Linked DNA regions of Neogale vison: region 1 is linked to region 2. A link is a contact called in public Hi-C data. All regions are on one chromosome and are shown on one strand. The core of a region is the stretch at or near the end of the contact, and the rest is flanking DNA. Distances in the headings are between cores, read along the strand shown. Region 1 has its middle 94 kb from the start of PIK3R1. Region 2 holds the start of PIK3R1 (phosphatidylinositol 3-kinase regulatory subunit alpha).

Region 1 (5,035 bases), core at 1,935-4,434, 93 kb before region 2:
CTGACAGAATAGGCAAGTGTTCAAAGGGTTCCCACTAAATGGTATATTTTTCCTCTTTGAAAGAGGAAAATAAGAGGTGAGGTCATCTTCTGAGGTTCATAGAGAAAATGGAAATTTTTGAGGCAGCTTTGGATAAAAGAAAGACCTGACCAGGCTCTCATGTCTCCCGCAAGCTGTTGCTAGAGGGACACAAATAAAATAGAGTTCCAATCATGACACTGTTTGGCTCCCAGTTTCCCAGAAGATAAAAACCTTCCTGTTAGCATGTTGTGTAGAGCTCTCCTAATATGTAGCTCCCACTCTCCCCTCCACCTGCCCTTGCCACCTTCCCGCCACCTCTCCCACCTGGCTTCTAGCACCAGTGTTTTCCAAACATGCCAGCTGTCACAGCTCTCTAGAATTCTCTTAACCTCGCTTCTCTGCCTAGAAAACCACCATCCACCCTTCAAAATCAAGTTGAAGAATTTCTAATTATACCTAGATATATCCTACTTTTCCTAACCTGTTTTCTCTTTGCTCCAATTTCACCCCTTTGTTGTTGTTTTAATTTTTAAAATATTTTCTTTATTTATTTGAGAGAGAGAAGGAGGGAGCATATAAGAGAGAGCATGAGTTGGGGGTGGAGGGGCAGAGGGAGAGGGTGATGCAGGCTCCACGCTGAGCAGGGAGGCCCAACACGGGGCTCTATTTCAGGACTCAGTGATTATGACTTGAGCAGAAGGCAGACGCTTAGACAACTGAGCCACCCAGGTGCCCCACCTCTTATTTGTTTTTGTATTTATTTACTTTTACACTTTCACTCTCAGGTATCTCTGTATAGAGTCTCCAATCTCTTTGGGGCATTTCTTTCAATTATTTAATCAACTAGACAAGTTCCTTTATATTATTATTGTTTGTTTTTAAAAACGATATGTTGTTTTTATTTATAAACTTTGGACAAGAAATAGGAATTCTTTTTTTAGTTAACATATAATGTATTATTTGTTTCAGGGGTACACTTCTGTAAATCATCAGTCTTACACACTTCACAGCACTCACCATAGCACATACCCTCCCCAGTGTCCATCACCCAGCTACCCCATCCTTCTCACCCTCCCACCCCTCCAGCAACCCTCAGTTTGTTTCCTGAGATTAAGAATTTCTTATAGTTTGTCTCCCTCTCTGTTTTCACCTTGTTTCGTTTTTCCCTCCCTTCCCCTATAATCCTGTCTTGTTTCTCAGATTCCTCATATCAGGGAGATCATATGATAATTGTCTTTCTCTGATTGACTTATTTCGCTCAGCATCATACCCTCTAGTTCCAACCACATCATTGCAAAAGGCAAGATTTTGTTTTTTGATGGCCGCATAGTATTCCATTAAACATGTATATCACATTTTCTCTTTTTCATCTTTTTTTAATTTATTTTTCCCACCATAGCATATATTATACACAAAATATAATCTGAAGTTTCAAGAAGCTCTCAGGGAATGAGTCCACCCCAGCACGGTGTGACTTGCTGTGAGAGAAGTCTGGCTGAGCTACCCCTGGAAGAGGAGACAGAGGAAGGCAGGTGAGAAGGGTGCAGGAGGCCTCTGAGGGCTTCCTTGGCATGTTTATGTGCATGGTACTGCCCTCTCAACAAAGAGGGCCATTTGATGGAGGCCAGGGCAGAGCCTTGTCCAATAGGCTGACCCCCGGTGTTGACTGTCACAGTGTTGTTACTCTGTAAGGTTAAAGAGTCCTTGTATTGAAGAAGTCATTCTTATTTTCAGGAATTTATGGACTCCTGTTGCAATCTGTTTCTTTTTTTTTTTTTTTAAGTTTTTATTTATTTATTTGACAGAGAGAGAGAGATCACAAGTATGCAATCTGTTTCTATTAGAGAGATTACTCATTCTTTCTAACGTTTTGTCCCTTCCTAAAAGATGTGCTCATGACCCTTGAGAGAAAAAAAAAAGTCCTTTAGGATGCCATTCTGAAAGTCAAGTTGTTCCTGCCCTCCCCACTGCCATCTGTGTCTTGCTCTGGTCTTCTCTCTCCCAAACCGTGATTCGGTTTCCCTGTGTCACTAAGGCCCAACCAAGGGCCAATTCTACTGTGCTCGTCACCAGTACCATGGATTCAGCTTCTTTCTTCCTTCATCTCTTTTTTTATAAACAAATAATTTGTTAATTTGCCTGAAAAGATAGATCTGTGACCATTTTGCAGGTTTTTTTGTTTTTGTTTTTGTTTTAAATTTAAAGGAGAGAAACCAGGAGAAGAAAGCCCTGCTTTCCCCTTTCAAGACACTTCTCGCACATCATTGTTAGGCGCTCAATCTAGCATGACTTCTACTTTATATATTTGGGTTTCTAAAGAGCTGCGTCACTGTTATCTGCTGAATTTGAAATCATGATTTCCCTCTGAACTGTTCTAATCTAGGCTTTGCCAGCAGATGGGCTTATACCTAAAATAAGACTAGCTTCTCGCCTACTGGTTTTTCTGTTTAAATTCCTTTTTATAGGGGAGATGAAAGCCTCAGGGTTGAAATTTTCACTTCTTCTATGATTACTTGTTGCAGAAGGTTCCAGACTTGAGATTTGTTACAGCTGCAGAATGTGCACCTGCAAAGGCTACACTAAGGCAGTACCCAATCCCACTGTCCATGTCCCATGTTTGCATAGGGTCTGGCAGTCCCAGGCACCCTGTGCCTCTCTCAGTACACCTGCTCATGAGGATTCTAGACACCAGAGTTATACTCCTGCAATAAAGGTCTCTCTTTCAGACCAACCATGTCTTTCAGATTGTGTATACATTCCCCTCTCCTCCTAAGTTTCACCAACGAGGCAACTGTTCTTGTATTAAAATTCCCTCCATATCAATTAAGAATACATTCAGAGTGCCAATATTTCTTGGTGTGAGGAGAGGAGAGTCCAAGACTCATTTTATACCAGAGAAGATGCATTCCGTCAATTGCTGAATTGTTGTTCGGTTTCCCTGATGCAGATGTGCAACTTTGGGGTCCCACTGAGTTTCAGAGAACAACAGACTAAAGATTGAGAGCTGCCACCTTCTTAGCTCTTTGCCCAGGCAGCTCTTGGCCTTTATTGTAAATAAATGTTGATCAGATATTTTAACAGCCAAAGAAATGCCAAGTTATTGGTCTGTCCCGAGAACCCAGTGTCTTGGTTCCCTTCCTTGGAGGTAATGGATAGCTCAGAACTCATCACCTCCTAAAACGAGCTTGTGTTGCTTTTCCCTAATGCGTTCCCTTATCGTTGCCAGCATGCAGGCTCATCAGTCACTTCTTTGTTGACATGTATCCTCCTAAGGTCTTCTCAAGTTGTCCTTCTTCTGACTTGGGATTTTAATTCGGAGAAAAATTTCACTGTAAACGCTCTCTTCCCAAACATGCTAAATAAAACTGAGCTGTGCAACATTTGGTGGCCCCGCCACCCTATTTTACCTCCCCATTCGGAGAAGGGCCAGTTTTCTCTGGTGGAAAGTTGTAAGCATGTGGAATTCGTTACTAGAGGAGTTGGTTCAGGATGTTTCTGATCCTTAAGCCAGTTCCCTAACCATGACAAAACATTCCCCGCAATCTCATCGTGACTCACTTTTATTTTTAAATAACCTCTGGTGTGGAACTTTGTCAAGACTTTTCAAAAGGTTAGAGAAATTATGTCCGCATGCTTACTGACCCTCTCAGAGAATTTTAATAGATTAAGCACATTCTCTCCTAACAGAAATCCCTGGCTATGTTTGCTGAACATCCCATGACTGCCCTGTAATTCGTGGACATGAATGTATCGAGATCTTCACGCGTGCCCATCATGATGTTCGGTCCTACAAGGGGATAGAAAGAATATGAAGACGTAAAGGTGTAAAGGCACAGTCTTTGGCATTAAACAGATTATAGTTGAGTTAGAGAGGCTAAAATAAATCGCAGAATCACTGGTAAAAAAACAACAACAACAACAAACCAACAAGACCTGTAAATGTGGTGGTATTATTAAAGGAGTTCAGAAAGTGAAGAAACAAAGGTCTTCCTAGGAAAATGGGAGAATCTTTGCAGAGGAGAGAGCCCTTAAGTTGGGTCTTGAAAGCTCAGTAGGCTTTATAGAGATGGACAAAAGGGGGAAAGGGGGCTGCATGCGCTTTCAGGCCTTTCAGAAACAAAAGAAGGGGAAGTAGCATTAGCAGAGACTTAGGATCCTCTACCTAGAGTGGAGGAAACACGTGAAGGAGTCTGATAAGTTGAGAGAAACCAAATTAAGAAAGGCTTGGAGCACCCGGCCATCAGAGTTAGAACCTGATATGTTAGGTGGGCAATTAACTGACCTGATATGTTAGAGGGCTATTAACTGACCATAATTAAGAACGTCATAGTGGGGGCGCCTGGGTGGCTCAGTGGGTTAAAGCCTCTGCCTTCGGCTCAGGTCATGATCTCAGGGTTCTGGGATTGAGCACCGTTTTGGGCTCTCTGCTCAGCAGGGAGCCTGCTTCCTCCTCTCTCTCTGCCTGCCTCTCTGCCTACTTGTGATCTCTGTCTGTCAAATACATAAATAAAATCTAAAAAAAAAAAAAAAAGAACATCATAGTGCAGAGAAAAGAACATGTTTGGCAGTGAGAAACAGTTTATTGAGGGGCTATCAAGGCAAGCCAAAATTGAGAACTAAAAAAAATTTTTTACATCAGAATAGCGTAAACGTGAATAAAGACAGAAATGCAGGTGCTCAAGGAGAAATGGAAGACACAGGGAATAGAAATATGGAAATAATGGACATACATTTGTAAAGGAATTACTCCTGGTACCAAAACCGTTGTTTGCTGGAGTCGTCAGAGCAAAGTAGTGCAAACCAGGGGGCCTTCAAATAGCGAATGTATTTTCTCACATTTCCGATGGCTCAGAGTCCAGAATCAAAGTGCTGGCAGGGCCACACTCCCTCGCTCTAACCAGGAGTTCTTCCTCATCCCCTCCAGACTCCGGTGGCTGCTGTCCTGCCTCAGTTTTCCTTGGTTTGTACCCACATCGCTCCAAACTCAGCCTCTATCCCAAGTGGACTTGCTGCC
Region 2 (4,804 bases), core at 764-3,263:
TATTCATAGAAATCAGTGGAAAATGGAAACAAAAAAGCTATTGTTAGTGATGGGGGGGCAGGTATCAATACAGATGAAACAAAGACTGAACTTAGTTTATCAAAAAAGAGCCCTATTGTCCTCCCATGGAATACTCTTTGGACCTAAACTCTGTGGTCCAGTATGATGGAAAAGATGAAAGAAGATATAACATAAATTGCTGAAAACCATCTAAAAAAGGAAACTTAATTAAAGATTTCATGCGGTTTTAGGTTTGGGGGGAATAGAACCCCATCCTAACGATACTAAGTCCCTTTCCAGGATTTCCTCACGTACAAAAAGGAGGAGATGGCTGGTAGGGTTTCTTCAGACCCAAGCCTTAAGGAAATACTGTAAACATCATACCACTTACAGCTCAGCTTATCGGATTGGGTCAAAGTAATTCTATCACAGGATGAGACACCTCATTTCAGTTACAAAGCTCAGGCAAACAATAAATGAGGCCCTCCATTTCATAGAGTAGGTGGAAAGGACGTCGCTTGGGTAAACTTTCAGATTAAGTGGATTCTTAAACATGTGGGTAGCTCTCTGCCTCCATTTCAAGAGACATGTTGGAATAATAGAAAGGCCAATACCTGATACCTGAAGTGGAACTAACTCTTCTGTTAGAGTGTGAGTCACCTTTAAAAATGATTTTATTCTCTGAGGATAATCAAGACAGACATTTCACGGTGTTCTTTACTTCCAACACTCATGGGAATAAGCACCAAATTCAGAGTTTGACAAAAGTTTAAATGCTTGTTTAAAAAAAAAAAAAAGGAATATCCTTGCAAGGAAATGGGGAGAGAGCTAAAGAAAGTGCTCTAGGGCAAGCAGACTGGGTGGGTGCGGATCTCAAAACTGCTGAAAGAGGAATCTGGAAAAAGAGGTCGAAACAGCGGACTCTTAACGGGGCTTAATAGTAAAGGGCAGACAGAACCCAAGTTGCTCGCAGTGCATCTTACCCGTCATTGGAAGGTCTGAACCAACATCACATTTTTTGAGCAACTTAGTAATGATTGTTAGTGGGCTAATCTGCATTTGGAAGCGAATTTATGGGACAGTATAATTTACGAGATCTTCCACTGCCGACACTCTGAGCAAGGAGAGGGGCCATGGTCCGCTTGATCGACCTACATTTGCTCGGTGATGTAGAGGCTGGAAGGGATCAGTCAGCGTGCGCCCTCCTCATTAAACGCTCTTTCCTTTTCGTGGGCCCGCCTGGCTCCTGGTGGCAGCGGTGCCGGGCTGCTGGAGCTCGCGGCAGCCTGCGGGCACCAGCCCCTCCGGCTCACCCTTTCACCCTTCGTTCACCCCCGGGCGCCACGCGGGTGGCGTGGTTTTTCCGCCCACTCCCGAGGCCGTGCTGGAGAGGCTGGGAATTGCATGGCCTTCCCGCCTTGACGAGCCCTGGAATCTGAGTCCTCCCCGCTCCTGGCACTCGGCTAGGGCGCTGAGGGCTCTAAAGAGGCTGGATGGAGTTCGTCTCCAGACACTCTGATTAAAGACGCAGCCCCTAAGTCTGAACTCGCCCTCCACCTCTCTCCCAGCCCCACCGTCTCTGGTCTCGGAGACACCGGCAGCTGGCGATGCCGCGGGCAGGCACAGACCCAGAGCGCTCTACCGCGGAGGTGGCGCGCGGTCCCGCGGTCCGGGGCATCCCCGCGGCCGGGGGCGGAAGGCTAGCCCGGCCGCAGGAAGGGTCCGCAGAACCGGAGCTCCACCCCTCCGGCCGCCCGGCTCGCAGGCCGGCACAGTGAGTGGCAGCGGCGGAGGGCGCGGCGCCAGCGGAGAGGGGCGGAGACGTGCGCGCTGGTTGGCTCGGGCTCGGGGGCGGGGCGCGCTGGGCCGGGCCGGAGGCGGGGCCGGGGCTGGGCGCCGGAGCTCCGGGCTGACGGAGAGGAGTCGCGAGCAGCTGGAGCGGAGTTGGAGGAAGCGGCCGCGACGAGGGCGGCGGGCTAGCGGGTTGGAGCCGCAGAGCTCGGATCGGGAACGACAGGCGGGTCGGGGCCGGGTCAGAGGCGCGTCGGAAGCCGCCGCTGCAGCCTGGGCCCCGCAGAGGAAGGAAGCCGGCCGGCGGGGTAGGTAGGCGGCGGCAGCGGGTCCGGGTGTGTGTGTGCCCGGGAGGGGGAGGCGGTGCGTGCGCGCGCGGCTGCCGCCGTTCTCTTCCTGTCACCAGCCGCCGCTTCTGCAGAGCCGAGCCGGGGGAAAGCGGGCCAGCCGCCGGCATCGCCGGTTCTCGGCCAGCGTTCTGCGTGCTCCGGCGGCTGCTGAGCTCCCGTTTCCCCGGTCCTCTAACGAGCTGGCTCTGCACGCCGCCGGACTCGTTCGTCCCCCGAGTTGCAGGCGATCTCGGGCTTGTCCCCACCCCTTGGTTACCGCACACTTCTGAGGGTCCTTACTGTCGCCTTGCTGCAGTTTTCCGGGGTCCTCCACCGGAGGAGAGCGCCCAGACCGTTGCCTTTGAGTTAGCGGGAAGGAGCGGAGTCTCCCCCGCGTCCTCCAGCTGCAACCAGGGTCGCTGCTCCGGCCGTTCTTCCGAGCGGGTGGGGCGGCGGTGGTCCCCGGAGCTCGCCGGGAGCCCCCGCCCTCCGAAGTTTGCCTTCCTCCTCTTCCGGGGTGGGGGAAGTGCTCCTCGGGGAGGCTGGTCGCTGGGGCCCAAAAGGCGTCTAGTGCCGTCTGGGCCTGGACAGGTTTTTGGAGGCATATTTGATGGGGTCCTCCAACAGCCCGGAAACCCAGCTTTATCGCGGGTCGAGACTGGTGGGACCTGCCCAGCAATATGGAGCCGGCAAGGGAGAGCAAGAGTATGGCAAGCCCGAGCTAAAATATCGTGGGGAATTGTCTGGCAGCCACAGCTCTAACACTTCCCAAGAGCAGAAACTGCCCCGCAGATCACAAGACAAAGAGAACTGAAAAGCTCAGGCTTGCCCCTCCTGTACAGATACATACTTCGGTAACCAGAATTTGAGCATGAACTGGAAGGGTGTGAGTGCAATGGCTGTTACATGTTGAACGCAGAACGCGTGTGAACTGGATTTGGGGAATTTCTTGGGCTTCTCTGAGAGCTATTAATATCGAAAAGGTCTCACTTCCACCGTTAATCCCTGATGGAGCTGCAGCACGGTTGGTAGCCCAGTATGAGTTTACTTTTTATTTGGAGCTTTTATGACTGTGGAAGCAGCACTTTCCCCCCCCTTTTTTCTTTTTCTGTTCTGTTCTTTTTCTCTTTGTCATTCAGTGTGAAGTACGACTGGGTGAAGCAGTTCCGGGTTTTGAGTGCAGCATAAGATTGTCATTTCAGCGTAATGAGGTTCAGGTTTTAGTTGTTAGGCGGGACATTCACAGAGCTTATTGACCCAGGCATTTATGTTGAATTGTATTTAAATGTTTCATTAGCTCGGGTTTCGTTTTGCAACTCTAAAGATGGGTAGGTATTAGCTAGAAAAGATCGGAGAAGACAGGCTCATATCTGAGGCACGTTGTTAAGAGTAATGGATCTTCAAGGTGCAAATCATTGGGAATTTGGTGAGTTCTGCAGAGAAGACCACAAACAGCTTTTATCTGCAAAGAAGAACCCCCTCCCCTCAAAATATCAAACAGGTTTTTGTTAGCTCACACAGTCCTCGAAATAAACAGTTCAAATCAATAGAGGGTAGTTTCTTAGAAACAGAAGTTGCTTAAATTTTGGGAAGCAAGTGTTTTGGTTGTTACAAAGAAAAAACCCTAAAAGTTGTTGGGGGGCAGGCAGTGTCCCTCTAAAGTTTGAGAAAATGTGTTTGGTTTAGAATCAAGCTTTAAACTGGAAAGGTCAGTGGAGGCGACTACCTGCCTTGCAGAATTGTTGGGTTATGTCACTGCTGGCCTCTTCAGCTTTTACATTCCTGTCGCAGGTAGGTAGTAGATAGTACTACTTTATTCCTAACAGTGTATATAGGTTTTTGTGATTGGGAGGAAGATCTGTCTACCTCATATTGGCTTTCAAAGTGTGAGGTGCTTTTGCTTTTTAACTTCCATCCTGATTTGGGACCTGTTCTTGTCAGTTGCATAACAGAACTCTAGTGTACACGTGTCTATCTGCTATTTTATCTGCTTTTGTAAAAGGATGTTATCACTGTGTTCTTTCACATGGGTGATGCTGATAGGGTGAAAAAGCACTTCCCTTCCCTTCAATTAATTATATTGTCTTTTCTTAGCTATTTTTTGAAATTCGTATTTATTAAGATCAGGAAATCCCCACAGTGTATAAAGTTAGTTTTGGGGAACAGAAGTGGTACAATAAATTATGTTAATAGATGTTTTGGTTGTTGGTGGTGGTGCTGGTAGTATGCGTTTATCTTCTGGAAATGCCACTTGCACCTCAGCCGATTTTTGAAGGATTTTGTATCTTAAATGTAAACATACACCATCTGCCTGAATCTTGTGTTGTTAAAAGTGACCATACATGTTAATTACATTTTTCCATAATTGCCATGTAATTTTTAAGGTAATGTGTTGTCCAGAATTTACTTTTTTTCTTAGGTGGTTCGTGGGTCAGGTTCTAAAAAGGCATCCATTCTGAAAGATTGACCCCTTACTCATTAAAACAGGGACAGTTTCAGTTCATCTTCTGTTGTCTTTGCATTTTGTGATTCCCGAAATATGTTTTATTGAATAAAGAGATGGTGAATGAGCAGATTTAAAGAAAATGATTTTATGGTCAGGTAGATGATAAAGAGCTGAGATAATGGCTGCCTATGTGGGGAGCCATTGGGCTCTCACCTGTGGGGCATACACCGTGCAGAAG

What was found. Hi-C and Micro-C count contacts between places; a contact is called where the count stands out from the background.
Region 1: a contact with region 2 is called in a Hi-C map of fibroblasts, with 4 times the contacts expected there. The contact joins the enhancer-like site here to the promoter of PIK3R1 in region 2. A contact is called at or near these places in 2 of 3 Hi-C or Micro-C datasets (fibroblasts and muscle).

The regions. Positions count from the first base shown.
Region 1 is chr1:220,311,865-220,316,899 of ASM_NN_V1, reverse strand. No RefSeq gene overlaps it. Among named protein-coding and RNA genes, the nearest start is that of PIK3R1, 94 kb to the right of the region's middle. Within about 2 kb of position 3,184, the one cell type or tissue checked has open chromatin away from gene starts, as enhancers often do. A contact at or near this core is called in fibroblasts, where this site is marked.
Region 2 is chr1:220,217,464-220,222,267 of ASM_NN_V1, reverse strand. It overlaps PIK3R1 (phosphatidylinositol 3-kinase regulatory subunit alpha), which reads left to right and starts at 2,013. Exons shown (of 16, transcript XM_044267821.1): 1 at 2,013-2,099. It overlaps LOC122889549 (vegetative cell wall protein gp1-like), which reads right to left and starts at 2,248. Exons shown (of 1, transcript XM_044224830.1): 1 at 1,535-2,248. The coding sequence starts at 2,248. The coding sequence ends at 1,535.